2 separate regions of the Mus musculus genome follow, and region 1 is linked to region 2. Evidence: chromatin contacts called from public promoter capture Hi-C data. All regions are on one chromosome and are shown on one strand. The core of a region is the stretch at or near the end of the contact, and the rest is flanking DNA. Distances in the headings are between cores, read along the strand shown. Region 1 holds the start of Cops3 (COP9 signalosome subunit 3). Region 2 holds the start of Pld6 (phospholipase D family, member 6).

Region 1 (4,150 bases), core at 634-3,133, 52 kb before region 2:
TTGTCCTTTATGGACTCCTGCCTCCCCTTATCAGAGCATACAGGGGTTGGGCAACATTACCCTGAGACAACAAATGCAGGCTCTTGGCTCATCCCTGACTACTCTATACCATCCAAGCAGGGAGTGGTTGCCCACCCGCTTGACCACAGATGAAGATGCTATATGAGCAAAAGAATGGGATGTCCAACCCCTAAAGTCCCTTTGACCATAGTAATGCCCGGTCAACTTATAGAGAACCATATGTGGGTCTATATTGGGAACAAGATAGAGGTTTACTGGTGAGTACGTGTGCAAAGAGTTCTTGTTATGACTAGATATGCCACTAGTACTGGTGTTTCTGCCCCCTTTGGAGCTGTGGTTCATTGACCACTTGGAAGGATGAAGATAAAGCAGTATTCCTCCAGAGGGTAGTGCCATCTCCAACTGTAAACCAGGAACCTATAATCTGGTTAAATATCCTTGTTGGTGACCGTTTCCTGTCACCAACCCACCAATTCCTCAGCTCCAAAACCTACGAATCCCTGAGCACAAACTCTCACCAGTCTTTGAGTTTGGCTTGAAATCTCACTAATCCTCACCGTGGAAATCTTTACCCTGGAAAACTCCTTCCCCATGAAACTCTGTATAAGCCTGTCTCCTCACCAATTCCCTGCTGCTTCTCCCAGGAGAGGCAGCACCCTCTGTTATCTCTCCCAATCTCTTGAGTGACGTTTGATGTGCCATGTGACTTTGTGGCATTCCTTGGCTCCAGACTGCCAGGATAACTTTCCCTTCAGCTGTCACACTTACACACAAGCAACCTCTCCCCTCAGAGCTGTAATACTTCCATTGGAGAAGTCTTTCCGGAGCTGTAACACATTCATTGGCATTGCCCCCTCGGAACTGCAACACTTGTATTAGGGAAAACTTGCCCCTTAGAGCGGTAACACTAACACCCTGGATCCCGGTTGCTTTCAAGAGTCTCCCTCTAAAGCCTCATTGCCTGAGGCCTTTCATTCATCTTATGAAGTGATACAAAGTAACCTTTTTCTCATCTTTGCTACAGCACTAGAAATCCTAGGAAAGAAATTAGTTCCGAGCCAAGCAGGAACCTAAAGTGTGCTGTGCTATCTATCAGAACCCCTTAGCCTTAGATTACCGAGCTTGCTTCAGAGGGAAAGTTTAACCTGAGTTTAACTGTTACAGATAGATGATGGTCATATAAGAAACCAAAGATGGAATGAGAAAAATCACTGCTTCAGTCTAGACCTGGGGAGCCTGGAAATCCGAGGAATTGCTTGGTGTTTAATTTTCAGCTTTAGAATTCAAAACCTTCCTAATGTTACACTTTGACTTGGGAAACTGTCCAGCACTAAGCTGTTAGTTCTCAGGCATTGTGTATGTTCAGAAATGAGCACAACCTCAGATACAGAAGGGTTTCTGGTCGTTAGATAAAAGCCACCATTCCTAGGAACTTATAAAACGAGTTCCCCATCCTTCAAAAGGAGTCATTTTCCCTTGCCTTTGGAAGAAAGTATGGCTCTCTAGTGACATGTTCCGGAAGTGGCAATGGAGCCGTGTCGGAAGTATGTGGCTAGGTTTAAAATAATGTTCAGTCATTCTAAGCAAAACTGGGCCCAGAAATTTTGTGCTTAAGTGTTATTCTTTCCTTTCTTCGTTATTTCCATTTAACATGAGACGAGATTTCCCAAGTGCACTACAATGAAAGGCGAGGGAGGGGACCTGACTTCCGGCGACTAGCGGAACTGTTTCCATGGAGACAGGAGGGGGTGCCTCAGCCAGGTAAGATCTCGCGGCGCTTGGCCGGCGGAAGTGACACAACCTGCCTCCAGGCTTTAGTGGGTCGCCGGGCCCCTCCTCCTAGAGCAGTCGCTTTTTCCCGCGCGAGCTTACCTCTGTTGCTCGGGCCACCAGCGGGGGGAAACATGGCGTCTGCTCTGGAGCAGTTCGTGAACAGTGTCCGACAGCTCTCAGCTCAAGGTGAGGCCTGGGCCGCAGAGCTGGCCCGGTATGCCCTGGCACCGGTGCGGATTTGGGACCGCCCTTCGCTCTCTAGCCTCTCCCCCTGGACCTGCTCAAGCCTTGGTGCTTAGGGTAGGAGCGCACGGCCGAGGGGAGCAGTCCTCGTGCTGTCGTGCGCCGTCGTCCTTGCCGTCGCCTTCCCCTGCCTCGGGCCCCGGAGACTTTCCTTCCCCTCCCCCTCCAGCACCCCCCCTCCGGGCCCCAGCCACGGGGCGCCGCTTGACAGTTTGGGGGCGTGACTTCCGGTAGGGGCATTCCGGAGCACCCATTGGTCCCTTGGCCATCACTGCTTTTTGGTGATTGGTCTAGCGTCCTGTCCGTCCTGCCGGTCTGCCCCCCCGCCCCCACCAGGCCCTTCTAGCGGCTGGAGGGGAGTCTTTTCTAGGCTCCTTGGCTAGAAGGCGTGAGTCTTGGCTGGCCAGCGGCGCACGCTCGGAATCCTCCGCCCCTATTTTGGTCGAACCGAGCTCCAAGGGAGCTTTCAGTAGTCGGACTACATCTCTAGGGCGTACAGTTGTTACTTTATTTCCCCCCCTTAATTTGCATACCGTCTGGTCCATTCATCTCGTCACTTGAACACACCCATAATCTTGAGCCAGAAGAATGTGACCTCTCTTTAATAGAGTTAAGGGAATGGAGTGGAGAAAGCATGTTAGAAATGCTTTTGACATGTGGAAATTCCGTGAGGTTAGGCTCGTTTCTTCATCTGTAGAAAAAGAGAGGTATGAGGTGTGTCCGGGTAGTTGTCCACCTAACTCTTGTAAGGTTTAAATGATGACACCATGCAAAATAAATGGTAATTCTCGTTTTCCTTGTCAGTGATAGACTTAAGCTCACAGGCCAGATAGACACCTGTGAGTGATTTTTTTTTTTCTTTAAATAAGTCATTCATCCATACGATACAGGTAGGACTAGTTAAGTAAGGAGTGAGCATAGGCGTGCACTCCTTTAGTCCCCTAACTCTGGAGGCTGAGTTAGGTGGATCTCTTGAGTTCAAGGCCAGCCAGCATTACACAATGAGAACCTTGTCTCTAAATAAGTTAATTAAGTGGAGCTGGAGAACAGCTCTCAGCATGTACTACTCTTTCAGAGGACCAGAGTTCAGTTCCTGGCATTGTTAGTGGACACCCAACCCCTTGTAACACCAGCTTCAAGGGACCCAAAACCTAACATCCTCTTCTGTCTCTTCACGCACCTTCACTTACATGCACATAACCACATACAGACACAGAAAATTAAAATTAGACAATTACAGCACAGCCGTACAAATGGATTCCTATGCAGCTGTGGGAAGAAAAGTGCATATACTTTTTGCAAACTGAAAAGGAATCTGAGGTCATCATTAAATAGCAGAAAGATGCTTAATAGTGTACACAACACAGTGCCATCTATGTGAATAAATAGACTGCATGGCGCATGGGTGAGTATTCCTATTCATGTGGACTGTCTTTAGATCCTTAAGGTGTTCACTGGTAACACTGGGTTGCTTCTGAGAAAAGAATGAGGCTAGCTGGAGTATAGACTCTGGATGGGAGAGGGTTCTCTTTAGTTTTGTAGATTGTCTGTAAACATGCACTTGGTTTTTGTTTGCTTTGGAGGTAGGGTCTCACTGTGTAATCCTGCTGGCCTGGAATTTACAGAGACCCACCTGTCTTTTCTCCTAGCCACACTATAATGCCATTAAGTGGAACTTTTTTTTTTTTTTTTTTTTTTTTTAAAGATTTATTTATTTATTATATGTAAGTACACTGTAGCTGTCTTCAGACACTCCAGAAGAGGGCGTCAGATCTTGTTAGGGATGGTTGTGAGCCACCATGTGGTTGCTGGGAATTGAACTCAGGACCTTCAGAAGAACAGTCGGGTGCTCTTACCCGCTGAGCCATCTCACCAGCCCCTTTTTTTTTTTTTTTTTAGCAGTTTGGAGGCTAGTCAGTCCAAGGAGCTGTTGCTTAGCTGCTCAGTAGACCCTTACACGTGGATTCACTTTGAGTTACCTGGTCACCACAGTCTCTTGTAGTACATTGAGGGCACAGAGTAGGTGGATAGTGAGTCGTGGGGAATGAAATTATGGCGAGGGCAGAGAGAAGAGCCCAAGTTGATGAATGACCGGGAGGTGAGTCAGTAGAAA
Region 2 (3,962 bases), core at 288-2,787:
ATCAATCAATCCGGTTCCATCGAGGAGATGCAACTGTGTGTACTGTGTGTCGTGTGTACCAGTGGGGCTGAGGGAGGCATCATAGGGTGCACCTGCAGGCTCAGATGGATTCAGACACTGGACAATAGAATCTAGCATGGCTTGCATTATGTATGTGCTTCACTGTTAACAGGGCTGAGCACGATGACTCAGCTTAGTCTTATAATGCCAGTTCTTGAGGGCTAAGGCTAGAAGATTGCTGTAAGTCTGAGACCATCTAAACCAGGCTATGCTACAGAATAAGACCGGTTTGTCTAATGGTGCCCAACGTCAGGAAATAGGTCAGTCTCTGCAGATGAGGAAAGTATCGGGAGCATGGGTATGAGAGGGTCTCCTTAAAACAGGAAGGGGTGTGTGTGTGTGCCCCATCGAGCTCAGCATAGGAAGCCATGCTGGCCTGGGTGGTCCTGGAGGGATGAAGAAAGTGATGTCTGTCTGTATCTTCTAAGTTTTGGGTCAGAGGTCTTCCTGTCTTCCAGCATGTGACATTCTCCTATGTTCAGTCACTGTCCTATGTTCAGTCAAAGCTTCTGATTGTCTGCTGTTTCAGCTGTAGGAACGCAACCCGAGGCAGCTCTGAATTCATCTCACAGTGAGCAAAACTTGCTGCATCATTAGGGACAAAAGACATGGTGCTGAGTGTGGACCACTGTGGACCTAAGTTCATGAGTGTGTTTCCCCTGTCTAGGGCACACTATCTAACACTGGGTGTCCTGAGCCTCTGGTTCATATAGTCTTTCCATCACTTCTTCCATTATACTTAGCCTTAGGTGTCTGGGTTACAATGCAGGTGTATCAGTTGGGGATGAGCAAAAGTACCTGCTGCCAAACCTCGTAAGCGGGGAATCTATCCCCACAGTTGCGAATTCTCAGCATTCTGATCAGTTGTGGAACTCTGATTGTCTTCATCTGTTGAAAAGGAAGTTCTTTGATGAGGGGTGAGAGCTGCACTTATCTGTGGATATAAGTTTTTAGAAAACAGAAATGATTTTGGCCTAGGAAACTGGCAGCAAATAAGTTCTTCTCCCGCAGGCCTCTGGCCTATCCATTGGCTATATTTATAGTACCGTTCATAACTCCTTCCTGTAGACCGTACAAATCCACAAACAACATGGTAATTGAAGAAAATCCCAAAGCAAATCCCATTAAAATCAGGAGACGGCATCCCACTATCCCCATTTCTTTTCAATGCGATGCAGAAACTCTAGAGCAGTCAGGTAAGGGAAGGAAATTCATGGGAAACACATAGGAAAAGAAGTCAAATGAAGGTACTCGCCTTCAATCCCAGCACTCTGCAGAAGCAGGCAGATCTCTGAGTTCAAGGCCAGCCTGGTCCACCAATGAGCGCGCTTCCCCAAGGGCTCTTTGCTAGCTTGGGAAAGCTGTGCAACCGCTAGTTTAGCTCCTGGCTGGGGGCGGGCCCCGCAAGGGGGCGTGGCACACCCGGAGTTGGGGGCGGGCTGGCACGTGTTGGGCGCGCAAGCGCTTGGTGCTACGGCTGACCTTAGAGGTGGCGGCCATGGGGCGCTCGAGTTGGCGGTTGGTGTTCGCGGCTGGTGCGGGTCTCGCGCTGGCCCTAGAGGCACTGCCGTGGCTGATGCGTTGGCTGCTGGCTGGGCGGCGGCCAAGGCGCGAGGTGCTCTTCTTCCCCTCACAGGTGACCTGCACCGAGGCTTTACTGCAGGCCCCAGGGTTGCCTCCCGGGCCCTCGGGCTGCCCGTGTAGCCTCCCCCACAGCGAGAGTTCACTGAGCCGCCTGCTGCGCGCGCTGTTGGCCGCCCGCTCCAGCTTGGAGCTCTGCCTCTTCGCCTTCTCCAGCCCGCAGCTGGGGCGTGCAGTGCAGCTGCTGCATCAGCGTGGGGTGCGCGTGCGGGTCATCACTGACTGCGACTACATGGCCCTCAACGGCTCTCAGATCGGCCTGCTGCGCAAGGCAGGTAAACCGCCGCCGAGGGTGCACACCGGCAGAGGGGTAGAGGACTTACTTGATGCCCCTACCGACTTTGTCCAGAGCAGGTAGCATTTCAGGGAGAAAGGTGGAGGCAGGCAGGCAGAGATGAGCGGGCCAAGGAGCCAAGGTTCATAGTCTGTTATATTCCGTGTCTGGGCTCCCCATGAGTAAGGTATGTGGCAATTCCCACCAGTTTCCACGCTCTGACCTTGACCTTAGAGGCGTGTGTGTTTAGACTTAATTTCTGTGATTGTTCTAGGCTGAGATGGCTGACATAAGTGAAGGCATGGAGGATAAAACTTAAGTCAGTTTAAACTCAGCCAACACTGAGAAACCCTTAGCGGCTGTGTGACCACAGCGGGAGTAGGAGTGACAGTGTTGATTAGTGAGTTTCCCACTAGACTCTGTGATCATTGGAAAGTGGACCCTACAGTGTGGCGAATACTTGCTTCTCAGCGATCACCTCTGGGCCCATAGGTATGTCTGGCCCGCCTACAGCTCAGCAGCAGGTGTGACAATATCCTCCCTTAGGCCTGTGGCCCTTGTTTGTTTTCCTTCAAGTGGTTGGCACTGGAGGAACACAAACTTTGACTGCTAGATCCCTTCATTACGCAGGAGTCAGTGCCCCCATGTCCCTCCCACACACCTGCCTAGCCTAATCGTTGTGCCCACAGTGGCTGACAGGCTAGGGGAGCCCTTGGGAGATGTCCAGGCTTTGTAGGGCTCTCGAGGCTTTTTATTTCCTCCACACGGCCTGTCTTCCCACATCCTGGGGATGGTGTAGCCTTGGAAACCAGGTCTGCTTCCAGATCCCTCATAGGGAAGGAAGAACACCGCAGCACTGACCTGTTGTGTATCACTCACGTGGGCAGCACAGAAGCACTCTGTCAGTCTGATAGCTGCCCCTGTCCCCTTGCTGGCAGTCACAAAGTGACCTTCAGCCAGGTCATCATTTTGGGTGGTGGACAGTAGGTATCAGACATGGTTGATGTCACTGTATTTAGAGTTTGGAGAGTCATAAAATCTCAGATTCAGCGTGGTGGCACTGCCGGGCGTGGTAGCGCATGCCTTTAATCCCAGCACTCGGGAGGCAGAGGCAGGCGGATTTCTGAGTTCGAGGCCAGCCTGGTCTACAAAGTGAGGTCCAGGACAGCCAGGGCTATACAATGAAACCCTGTCTCGAAAAACCAAAAAACAAACCCTCGGATTTGGAAAGAACCAATATGTCATCACAGATAGAACTTCCAACTGATGTTCTGGCCACAGCTGGCTGAGTTCCAGATTGTTCCATCAAGTGCACAATGTGCCAGTATTTGGTACCACCAGGTGTTTGTGGGGAAACACATAGATCAGAAGGCTCTGGAGAGGCATCAAGAAGGTCCAGCTAGCATGAAGTGCCCAAGTCAGGAACCAGCTGCTGAGGTCTAACTAAAGCAAGAGGTCCTCTGAGCTAAGGTGAACGGCAGTGTGGTGGGTGCTGCCGGGTTTGCTGTGGAGTAGGACAGAGGCTGGAGGAACGGAAAGGCAGGACATCACTTACCTAGAGTGTGCAGGACCTGGGTTTCACCCCAGCGACCCTGCCAAACTTACCCTCAAAAGGAAGAAACCGAAACCAGAACTCTAGTGAGGACAGCAGTTTGGATGTGGCACAGTCCTTTCAGTTAGGGAGGTAGGTACCCTGGGAGGCTGTGATTCAAGTTAGCCAGCCAAAGCCAGTGTGCACTCCTTCCCTGTCTAGGCTTTTGTCCTTCAGCTTACCCGTTCCAGGTAGAGACAGGAAAGGCAAGGATATGTCAAACACCTGACTTCTTCCCCTGCAGGACTGTGAGGTAGTATTTAGACTTTAGGCTTACTGGGGCTGGTATGGGTTCCCCAAAGGTGATTGGATGTTTCTCTCTGTAATCTCAGTACCACCCTGGGACAGTCCCTGGGCATCCTTGTCTGGGTGGGTGACATAAAGGCTACCTTGGCT

What was found. Capture Hi-C pulls out chosen DNA fragments and counts their contacts.
Region 1: a promoter capture Hi-C map of adipose tissue shows a contact between it and region 2. The contact joins the promoter of Cops3 here to the promoter of Pld6 in region 2. A contact is called at or near these places in 3 of 39 promoter capture datasets (Sertoli cells and liver), 7 of 484 Hi-C or Micro-C datasets (cardiomyocytes, embryonic stem cells, liver and 1 more), 4 of 115 datasets of contacts at active chromatin or transcription factors (CD8 T cells, embryonic fibroblasts and embryonic stem cells) and 3 of 9 other capture datasets (adipose tissue, liver and pancreatic islet).

The regions. Positions count from the first base shown.
Region 1 is chr11:59,837,500-59,841,649 of GRCm38.p6, reverse strand. Cops3 (COP9 signalosome subunit 3) reads left to right here and starts at 1,883. Exons shown (of 12, transcript NM_011991.1): 1 at 1,883-1,980. The coding sequence starts at 1,926.
Region 2 is chr11:59,785,232-59,789,193 of GRCm38.p6, reverse strand. Pld6 (phospholipase D family, member 6) reads left to right here and starts at 1,537. Exons shown (of 2, transcript NM_001290283.1): 1 at 1,537-1,976. The coding sequence starts at 1,559.